Regions from separate parts of the Sus scrofa genome. Here region 1 is linked to region 2. A link is a contact called in public Hi-C data. All regions are on one chromosome and are shown on one strand. The core of a region is the stretch at or near the end of the contact, and the rest is flanking DNA. Distances in the headings are between cores, read along the strand shown.

What was found. Hi-C and Micro-C count contacts between places; a contact is called where the count stands out from the background.
Region 1: a contact with region 2 is called in a Hi-C map of liver, with 2.6 times the contacts expected there. The contact joins two enhancer-like sites. A contact is called at or near these places in 1 of 5 promoter capture datasets (liver) and 4 of 47 Hi-C or Micro-C datasets (embryonic fibroblasts and liver).

What each region holds. Positions count from the first base shown.
Region 1 is chr4:11,892,984-11,898,658 of Sscrofa11.1, forward strand. No RefSeq gene overlaps it. Among named protein-coding and RNA genes, the nearest start is that of MYC, 560 kb to the right of the region's middle. Within about 2 kb of position 2,513, at least 27 of the 83 cell types and tissues checked have an H3K27ac peak or open chromatin away from gene starts, as enhancers often do. A contact at or near this core is called in liver, where this site is marked.
Region 2 is chr4:11,790,026-11,795,025 of Sscrofa11.1, forward strand. No RefSeq gene overlaps it. Among named protein-coding and RNA genes, the nearest start is that of MYC, 670 kb to the right of the region's middle. Within about 2 kb of position 3,041, at least 21 of the 83 cell types and tissues checked have an H3K27ac peak or open chromatin away from gene starts, as enhancers often do. A contact at or near this core is called in liver, where this site is marked.

The DNA of each region.
Region 1 (5,675 bases), core at 1,263-3,762, 100 kb after region 2:
ATGTGGAAAGGGATAATGATTCTATTTTAATAGTTACCATTTTTGCTGCACTAGAGGGCCAAGCTTACCCTAAGGCACATTTTCTCTATCTCTGCACTGTTGACCTTCTGGACTAGACGGTTCTTTGTTGTGGGAGAATGTTCTGTGCATTGAAGAATGTTTAGCAAATGGCCGCAGCAAACTGCCCAGTCGTAACAATCAAAAATGTGTCTAATCATTGCCAGATGTCCCCAGAGACAGAACGGCCCCCAGTTAAGAACCACTGCTCTAGGGTAAGCACTGCTCTATAGTATCATGTATAATCCTCGGTAGGGCATCAGGCACATACTATAATTATTTCCATTTTATAGAAGGGTACACTGAGGTCAGAAAGTTATGTGATTATCCCTGGTCCCTCGGGAAGAAAATCAGATCTGTCTGACTCTGAAGTCTAGGTTCTTGCTCCGATGCCATTAATTTCTACTTTTTATTTCAAAATGTCCCCTATCCAGCTAGATAGCATGGGCCCAATAACCAGTTCTCTGAAGTTCCGGGCAAAACCCCAGCCGCACACCTCTGGCACCACCGAGGACCAGCTGATTCAGCAAGGGGGCCTGGCTTGATTCTTGACCTGCTTTAGGCTGACTCCAGCAGGGAAGGCATTGATTCGCTCAAAATTAGCAGGCGCCTCTGTTCCCTGCCCTGCTGTTTGCTTATAGAGGGAACTGAAGCCTAATCTGGATCGGCGCCTGACTCCGGGCCGCGTGCCAGGCCTGGCGCGGGAACACTGGCACACACGCTCTCACCTGGTGTGCGGTCCCTTGCGGAACTCATCCTCAGCTGCAGCTGCTGCAGGTGCCTGAGAGATGCGGCACATCCAGCGTCCATCCTGCCACTGAAACGCCTCTATTGCGGGTGCAGGCTTGTCCTTACAGCCTTCTTTTCGGTCCTTTCACTCGGTGCCATTATGACTTCGGGCCCCCGCCCCTCCCACCACCTACCATCCCCCATCTCCCCCGAACGTCCTATCTTTCAGGGGAAGACAAATGGGCAATTAGGAAATGAAGGGTAGAACAGAGCAGAGACACAAAAAGAGAACCATGATTCTCCTTGGAGGCATGGTAATGTCAGGGAGACTTCACAGAGGAGGTAACATGCCAGAATTTTCCAAGAAGAACATGTGGGAAGAAGACTTCTGAGCAGGAGAGGCCAGTTTTGATTTTGTTTGTTTGTTTGCTTTGTAGGGCTGCACCCTGGCAGCATATGGAATTTCCCAGGCTAGGGTTCAAACCAGAGCGGCAGTTGCCAGCCTACACCACAGCCACAGCCACAGCCACATCCACACAGGATGCAAGCCACATCTGTGACCTACACCCACAGCTCACAGCAACGCTGGATCCTTAACTCACTGAGCGCGGTCAGGGATCGAACCCTCAACCTCACCGATACTAGTGGGTTTGTTATCACTGAGCCACATGGGAACTCCAGGAGAGAATATTTTAGGCAGAGGGGATGTCATGTGAAAAAACGGAGATGCTCTAAATGGTGCAGCCACCCCAGTGCCCCCCGGATGACGAGAGCTCGAATGATGAAGAGGAAAGACCGGGGCTTGAAGACAGGGAGCTGGACTATTCCTTGTCTATAAAGGGAAGAGCAGGTCTTTAAGGAAAGGCATGAAAAGTTGGATTTGTACTTTACAAAGAGGACTCGGTCTCCTCTGAGCAGTATGGTGTGGGGAGGGTTGAACCAAATGCAAGGGACCGATGGAAACCCAGGAGGAATGTGTTCAAACCACTTGCAGTTTAATCATTCAACAAATATTAATCTAGGACCCGCCCTGGCTGCCAGTCCCTTGGCTAGACAGCCAAGACGGAGTGGTGAACAAGGCTGACATTGTCCCAGCACACGCTGATCTCCCGTTCCAAGAAGGGTGACAGGTACCAAACAATAGGCACAATTAATCACACAGTCAGAGGGAGGCATTCTAGGAAGGAAGGGTTTAGTGGCCTATGAAAGTGGACCGCACCAGACTCGGACACAGTCTGAGGGTGGCCGTCGTTGGGGGTGGGGGCACTTTCTCTTTTGTGTTACAAAGTCAATCCCCCAACAACCTGGTGTGTTAGGCAAGATTAGTCATCATTTTACAGAAACAAAGGCTTAGGGCAGGGAGTCAACCCTCTTCCTTGAGGCACGGTTCCTGGCTTCTGAGGAGCATAGGGCAAGGTTGGGAAGCAGGAGCACGATTCCAGATACGACCTCATCCCTCTGCCTGGTCATGCCAGATGTGTGACCTGTAGGACTCGGGTTTTATCGCAGAGTTTAAAGACTCTCCTCCTCTCCCTCCCTCCCTCTCCTCTCTCTCTCTCTCTCTCTCTCTCTCTCTCTCTCTCACTCTCTCTCTCCTCTCTCTCTCTCTCCCTTTGTCTCTCTCTCCCTCCAGGCTAAACTGGTTTGTTGAACCGTGTGGACAGAGCCAGCCAGTGGGGTGACATTGTGTCAGAGATGGAAGCTTTCTGTCTCTTGCATCAGAAAAGCAGAGAGTGCCTCTCTGGCAGTTGGCAACAGATACAAAAGCAGCTTGCCCTGAAGATGACTCAGCTCTGGGCCTCTCAGCAAGGCTCTACCAACAGCTATTTAAAAAAAAAAAAAAAAAAGATGAAGCAGCTTCAAGGAGACCTCAAACCGATCCCACAGCAAGCCGCTTCCCATCAGGAAGGTGGTAGGCAGACAGTGCTGACACTTCCATGAGCAAAATGGCAGAGTGTGGCCAAGGACTTGAGCAGAAGGCCTGCTGGTCCGGCAGGTCTGTGTGTTCTGATCCAGTGTGGCATTTGTCTCTGTCACCTGGAAGCTGGCCTTGGGAGCAGGCTTGTGACTGGCTGACTCATTCTGCATGGCCCCAAACCAGCTAGATAAGAGGAGGGGCGCCCATAAATGCAAAAATATCTTTCAAGCACCTGTGATGGGAGCTCTCAGGCCCCACGGAGGTGGTACAGACCTGGGACCCAGCTGGCTGAACTTGGAAGCCCAGCCGCACACCTCAACAGCCGTGCGGCTAAAACCTCTCTGTGCCCCAGTGCCCAGAGATGTGGCAGGAGGAGAAGAAGATGGAACACATTGTCTTTGGGGCCTTTTCTACCAGCCAGGTGCTTCACTTATCTCATCTGGTTTGTTCCTGGTTCTCACCATAGAAAAACCACTTAACAGACGATTGTAGCTTCTCCCTCCCAAGGTGTCTATGAGAATCAATGAGATAATAAAGATGAAGTGCTTAGCACCCCGAATCCATGAAGTGTGTATTGTCATAGGTATTATTACCACAGTTACCCCCATTGTATAGATGAAAAGCCTGAGTCTAGGATGCCATATGGTAGGTATTCTAATCCAGTTCTGTCTGGTTCCAAAGCTCCTAGTCTATCCAAATAGCACTTTCCTGCTTCTTGCCTCTTCCTGACGGGTTGGCTAAAATCCACTGAAAAATGAGTACAAGAGGGGAAAAAAAATTAGTCAAATGTTTCTTGAACAAATAATTTAACGAGATTAAAATCATTAAGAAACTGCTAATAAGTCAAAGCCATGCATTAATAATGTAAAACCATTTCATAAATATTTATCGAGGGCTATTTATGTGCTAGTCATTGTTCTGCTATGGGGGATAAAAAGGAATTAGAGAAGAATTCTGCCTGACTACCATTTACAGCCTAGTAAACGTGCAGAAATGATGCTAGTGACAGTAGGAATAACTAATAATAATAACAATAATAATAAAATAATGCACGAGCCTTTGTTGATATTCGCTGTCGTCCAGACACAGTGGTCAGCATCCTGCAGGCATCACCCCTTTAGCATTTTAAGCAATCCTCTGTGATAGGAACAATCACTTCAGTTTTATGGAGGAGAGACCAGAACTCAGAGAGGTTATGTAACGGGACCAAAATTATATAATTTGGAAGGGAGACAAAACCAGAGGCAAACCCAGGTCTGTCTGACCCCGATTCGCCCTCCTAACCACTGTCCTACACTTCCTCGCTCTCTTGAACCAGACTCTCTACTTACAACTGTAAAAAACAGACTGACTAAAGGGCTTTAAAAAAGGCAGAAATACGCCGACTAGCACTTATAGTGAGCCACACCAGATCGAGTCACATGACCTCTCTTTTGACCTGCCGGTTTCCCATTTTGATGCACACTCATCATTTCTGCTGCCTCTGGTCCTCCTGTGTGAAGAAAATGCAAATCCTAGAGCAGTTTACAGAATCACTCTGCAGTTGACAGAAGCCTTGGTATTTGCCATGCATTCGAGATTGTTCTGTGACAGCAGATTAGCTTCTTCCAAAAGGCACAGGCCACCATCCTGGCTTTAAACAGCCCTTAATCAAACAGTAATGATAGTCTGATCCTTCTCCAAAAGGTATATTTGAATGACATTAATGAAAAATAAAATAATCATGTCATCCCTCTCTCGTCCTTTTCTTCCAAGTTGTTCAAGATCCCCAAGCCAGACACAGATAGACTTGAAGTCGTATGAAAGATATAATTGGGGACCATACTGAGGGCAAGGAGTTAAGTGTAGTTAATGGATTTTTCCCCTTCAAAAGCACACCAGGGGGACAATTCTCAACAGATGCATCATTGTCTTGCTAAGTGTCAGCAGGGGGAGGAATATACTTTTTCACTAAATTTAAGGTCCTTGGGGTGGCTGTCATTCTCCCCACACTCCATCATCCCAAACTCCCAGATCCGGCCACAGCTGCCTACCAATTCATCTCTGCCTCCTTCATCTTATATACATGGTCCTTGAACTGCACAGAATTCCCTGCATTATTCAACACACTGAATAGCTCTATCCCATATGCCCCATCCACAGACCACTTCAAGGTCAAGTTCAAGGCCCAGCTCAGAATTCCTCTTCCTAGAGAAGCCTCCCCTGACCACCTGGTCTGGGAAGCTCAAGGACATCTCTCCCGATGCCCTGCTTCCCTCTAACATGGTCGTTATCATTATGTATCTGGGCTCTGGCCACACCCACGGTTCATAAAATTTCCTGGGCCAGGATCGAATCTGAGCCACATCTGTGACCTATGCCACAGCTATGGCAATGCTAGACCCTTAACCCACTGCTCTGGGCTAGGCATGAAATTGGGGGCTAGGGTTGAAACGTGCAACACCACAGAGACAAGCCAGATCATTAACCTATTGCGCCACAGCAGGAACTCTGGGTCCTGTCTTGAAACGTCTTTCTTTCCCACTCTATTGATAGTCCTGGGAACTGGGCTTTAACCAGAGTTTTAAATGGCTCTGTTTACTGGTGAAAAAGAAAAAAAAACAACTTACATTCCAGTAGGGCAGACAGTCAATGAATGAGAAAGCAAACAAACAAGCAAAATAGATTTTTTTTTGTCTTTCTTTTTTTTTTTTTTGTCTTTCCTAGGGCTGCACACGTGGCACATGGAGGTTCCCAGGCTAGGGGTCTAATCGGAGCTACAGCTGCCAGCCTACGCCAGAGCCACAGCAATGCGGGATCTGAGCCACAGCTGTGACCTACACCACAGCTCACGGCAATGCTGGATCCTTAACCCACTGAGTGAGGCCAGAGATCAAACCCACAGCCCCATGGTTCCTCGTCAGATTTGTTAACCACAGAGCCACTACGGGAACTCCGCAAAATAGATTTCAGTAACTTCTAGGCAGGAGGA
Region 2 (5,000 bases), core at 1,791-4,290:
TATCCCCAGGAAATTTACTAAATGAACATATGAATAAATGAAAGAACCTTAGCAATTCACACATTAAGACCTAGGCACCCCCAATTCTGGAAAGCAGAGTTCTTTCCGTATAGAAACAATGAGATTTTGCTCAATAACCAAAGGCACGGGAGCCTCCCCCGGTACCCAGGCCCTAGAGAGCATCAAAGTCAAGTCGCCCGACCTTGGGAATCAGGTAGCACTTCCGAGCTTCCCTGCGCATCTTTGTAGAGGAGCAGCTCTCTGACACCCTCCTGCTTGTCAGGTGATCTCTAATCGCAGGGGTGATAACTCTCCACCTCCAATGGAAATTTTGTCCCACCTCCTGTGTACTTCGCCATGCCGCTTGCACATGATCACAATGCTATATTTTCTAATATTAGAAGAGAAAGAGCGATGTGGGTTAACAGGTAGAGAACTAAAGTTGAGGAGTAAAAACAGGTTAATACCATATTAAGAACAAAGATTTGAATGAGGCAGCTCTTCTGCGGAGATCTAAAAAACCACTTCCCATTGCGAATGCGTGGTGCTCAGGTTCTGCTCGAAGTGTTACCAGCTCATCAGATATTTCCACTCCGTGGGCCTCACCTAGGTTAAATTCCTCAACCATGCTTTAAAGTTGTCTCTTCAAGAGTGGAGGGGAAAATCAGAGAAGTGTCTCGTAAAGTGTGTCTTGTTGGGGAAACGGAAATGAGGCTAGGTGACCAAGGGTGGGGAGGCAAGCCTGTGATTTTCTCCTTTGGGTTTTTCCCACAGTGACCCTGGCAACCACTCTATGAGATCTCCCTCCAGAGACACGAGAAAGGGCTGGAGGGCAGAGTTCCCAATGTGGCTCAGCAGGTTAAGAACCTGACTAGGATCCATAAGGATGCGGGTTTGATCCCTGGCCTCACTCAGTGGGTTAGGGATCCAGTGTTGCCTCAAGCTGGTGCATATTCACAGATGTGGCTTGGATCCAATATTGCTATGGCTGTGTCTGGGAGCTACAGCTCCGATTCAACCCCTTGCCTGGGAACTTCCATATGCCTTGGGTGTGGACCTGACAAAAAAAAAGTAAGAAAATAAAATAAATAATGTTTGCAAGTTCCCATCATGGCTCAGCAGTAACAAACTCGACTAGTATCCATGAGATTGTGGGTTCGATCCCTGTCCTTGCTCAGTGGGTTGAGGATCCTGCATTGCGTGAGCTGTGGTATAGGTCACAGCTAAGGTTCAGATCCAGCAGTGCTGTGGCGTAGGCCAGTAGCTATAGCTCCAATTTGACCCCTAGCCTGGGAACCTCCATATGCCCCAGGTGTGGCCCTAAAAAGACCAAAAAAAAAAAAAAAAAAAGAGAGAGAGATAGAGAGAAATAAATGGCTGGAAGGAAGGAGAGGGAGCTGGCAGTAGGCAGCCTTGAGAAGAGATTAGAAAAAGCTGTGGTGAGACAAAAAAAAAAATCAAAGACGGAGTTCCCGTCGTGGCGCAGTGGTTAACGAATCTGACTAGGAACCATGAGGTTGTGGGTTCGGTCCCTGCCTTGCTCAGTGGGTTAAGCATCCGGCATTGCCGTGAGCTGTGGTGTAGGTTGCAGACGCGGCTCAGATCCCGCGTTGCTGTGGCTCTGGCGTAGGCCAGTGGCTACAGCTCCGATTCAACCCCTAGCCTGGGAACCTCCATATGCTGCAGGAGCAGCCCAAAGAAATAGCAAAAAGACAAAAAAATAAAAATCAAAGAAAAAGCTGTGGTGAAGACCCACTCCTATCTGTATGGTGCTTGAGTGGAGGGAGACTTTTTCTGTGATGCTTCCAAAACTCAAAGTCTGTGCCATCAGTTATTAAGCCATGACTAACGGAACACCTGTTCTGTACTAGGCTCTGGGCTGGCAATGGGAATACCAGTGGAAATTTAGCACAAGTGAATATTATATGCCAGTAGGCAGGTGTTTTATTTTAATTATCTCACCTAATTTTTGCAGTACTGCAAGTAATTTTTTGCAGTATCATCTCATGTCCTTGAGGACTATATTATGTTGCATCCCAGTTGCTGGAAAGCAGAATTTCGCTCAGCATAGAAGGCACTAATTTAATAAACAAATTTTGTAGATTTGAATAAGGCGAGGTTTATTTCCCAGCTCTGCCACTTATTAGCTCTGTTACCATGATCAATTGAATTCAAATTCCCTGAGATTCAATCTATTCACACAGAAAATGGGCTAATAACATTACTAAACACTTTTCTCATGTCAGGCATGTGCTTAACAATTTATAAACATCTTATTTAATCCTCACGACCCTCCTCTAAAGTACAAAGAATTTCCCTTTCTTTTAAAGAAACTGAGGCTCAGAAAGACTAGTTTTGTTTTGTTTTGTTTTCATTATTATTTTTTTTTCTTTTTAAGGCAGCCTCTGAAGCATATGGAAGTTCCTGGTCTAGGGGTTGAATCAGAGCAGCAGCTGCTGGCCTACCCACAGCCGCAGCAACACTGGATCTGAGCGGCATCTGCGACCTACACCGCAGCTCACAGCAGCATTGGATCCTTAACCCACTGAGCGAGGTCAGGGATCGAACCCCTGTCCTCATGGATACTAGTGAGGTTCTTAACGTGCTGAGCCACAATGGGAACTCCAGAATGATTCATTTTTTTGCCTAAGGTCATACAACTACTAAGTGTCATGGCTGTCATCCCAGGTCCATGTGTCTTACTCTATAACTGTGTACTTAACCACTGTTCTTCAAATGATTAGGAAAACACTCTTCTGAGTGTTTCACTCTTAATTTCCCACTTATTTCATTTGCCTTCTTCTCTGCCCCCCCCCCCCCCACACACACACACTGTCACTGAAACTTTTCCCTCTAAAATATTCATTTGAATAAGTCACCCTCACGGCTTAAAAAATGTGACTATTTCGTGGAGGATTAAACGGTACACCAGACTTTTTTTTAAATTTTAATTAGATGGATTTTCTCACCAGAGCACAGCACAGTGGAAAGAAGAGGCTGCTGAGTCGGCCTGACTTTGGTTTGAAATGACTGTCTCCTATTCATTCACTACGTGACCTCGAATGACTTAAGGTCTTTGGGGCTCAGTTTCCTCTTCTAAAGAGGGAAGAGAATTTCTTCCTCTCTGGACTTTTGGAGAAGCTTCCCCAGGTTTCCGAGGTTGGAGGCCCTATCCTCTGGCTGGCGCATTATAGGCCTTCAACCAATCTGAGTGTCTTTCCCTGAAGAAAGTGAGGTTCAGGAACGGAAGAAAAGAGGGTTTGGTAAGTGCTGCGGTGAAATGAGCTGAAGTAAACAGACAAGAGACCAAGGAGCCCTCAACAACAGACCCATATTTGGGCTAACCACACCCAAATGCACGGCAGTGTGCAAGTGAAACACACAGAAGGAATAAAAACATAACTTGACCTCCAGGTGATGGGGATATTTCTAGACATCCTAAGTAGCCAGCTTTCTAGGCTCCACAACCCAAGGAAGTCTCCCCCGCCAGGCACTGGACACAGCTGCCTTCCAGCTCTTTGGGACAAGGACACCACGGGGGCCACGACTCAAGCTGAAGGAGAAGCAGGGGCACATTTCCTCTCCGGGAGCCTGGGAAGCCTACTCATCCCCCCGGAGGAGGTCCCTGGCAGCCTTGGCCGGAGTGATTTGAGTTGGGATGAGCCATGATATCGAGTTCCAGTAAAACCCACAGAATGTTCTGAACTTGTGACTAAGCCCTGAGCTAAATAAACAACCCCAGCATCCACCTCAAGGAGGATGGCTATGTGCTGTCCCGTGGCCTAGTAATCTCTTTATTCAAAAAAAAAAAAAAAAAATCAAAGAGCCGAGAGGCCAAACTTTGCTCTTGTCAACATTACTTTAACAATAGCAGGTTCAGCTCTCTCTCCCCACCCCCGGGGTGGGGTGGGGGGCAGTCATTTTGTTAGAAGTACTGTCAAATGGTGATGTTCTTTGCTCTGTCCCCTGAAGCCTGGGGCTTTCTCAGGACCACCGTGGGGTGGGTTATGGGAAGGTGGAGCCGAGCAGATTGTGCCTGCCTGCTGCTCCCTTGAGTCAACCAGAACAGCTTCCCTTTTATTTAGTTTATTTTATTGGCCTTCCTCATAATAGTTTATTGAAGTGATAAAAATGTTTTAAAAAAAAATCCTGCTTTTTTTTTTTTTTTTTGAGTGTGGAAACAGAATCTAGGGCAATGTTATTTTTTAAAACTTTCTGATTAAAGTGTAGTTGATTTACGATGTTCCTTCAATTTCTGCTGTACAGCAAAGTGACCCAGTCGTGTCTATATGTACACATTTTTTTTTTATCCTATGATCGTCCATCATGTTCTAACCTGAGATTGAACATAGTTCCCTGTGCTGTACAGCAGTAGGACAGTGATATTAAATTACAAGAATGATGGGTATATCATTTAGAGCCAGAGAGAGAGAGAGAGAGAGAGAACACGGCTATTTATTGTGTATCCATGGACTTTGTTTTCCATTAATTTTCACATGACCCTAAAACTGAGTACTGAGTAATCCCATTTTAGAGAAAAGGGGGCTGGGGACTCTAATTAGTCCAATTTTAGACAGGAGGTTCAGAGGATTTGAGGGAACGTACCTAAGTCAGGTAGCCAACAAATAGTCCAGTAGATATTCAATCCCAGGAGTATTGCTGTTAATGAACACACTGGACTGACCCCTCCCCAAAAAGTCCCCCTGTGACTACCGAGTCCTTCAGCGTCTCGTCTCCATCCTGGCACTTGGCCATTTTCAGGCTCTGCTCAGAAGTCCCCTCCTTGAGGGACCTTCCCAACTGCCCCATCGAAAATACTGCCCCCCTCTGGTCAGTCTGCTTCTTTCAATGCTTGATTTTCTTTCTTACCCCTCACCCCAGAGTGATACATTTTGTATGTGTACCTATTTATGGTCTTTGGTCTGTGAGCCCCAAGAATGTCAGCTCCTTGAGGTCTGGGGCTTTGTAAGCTCTCAGATCATGGTTCACCCTTGACAACC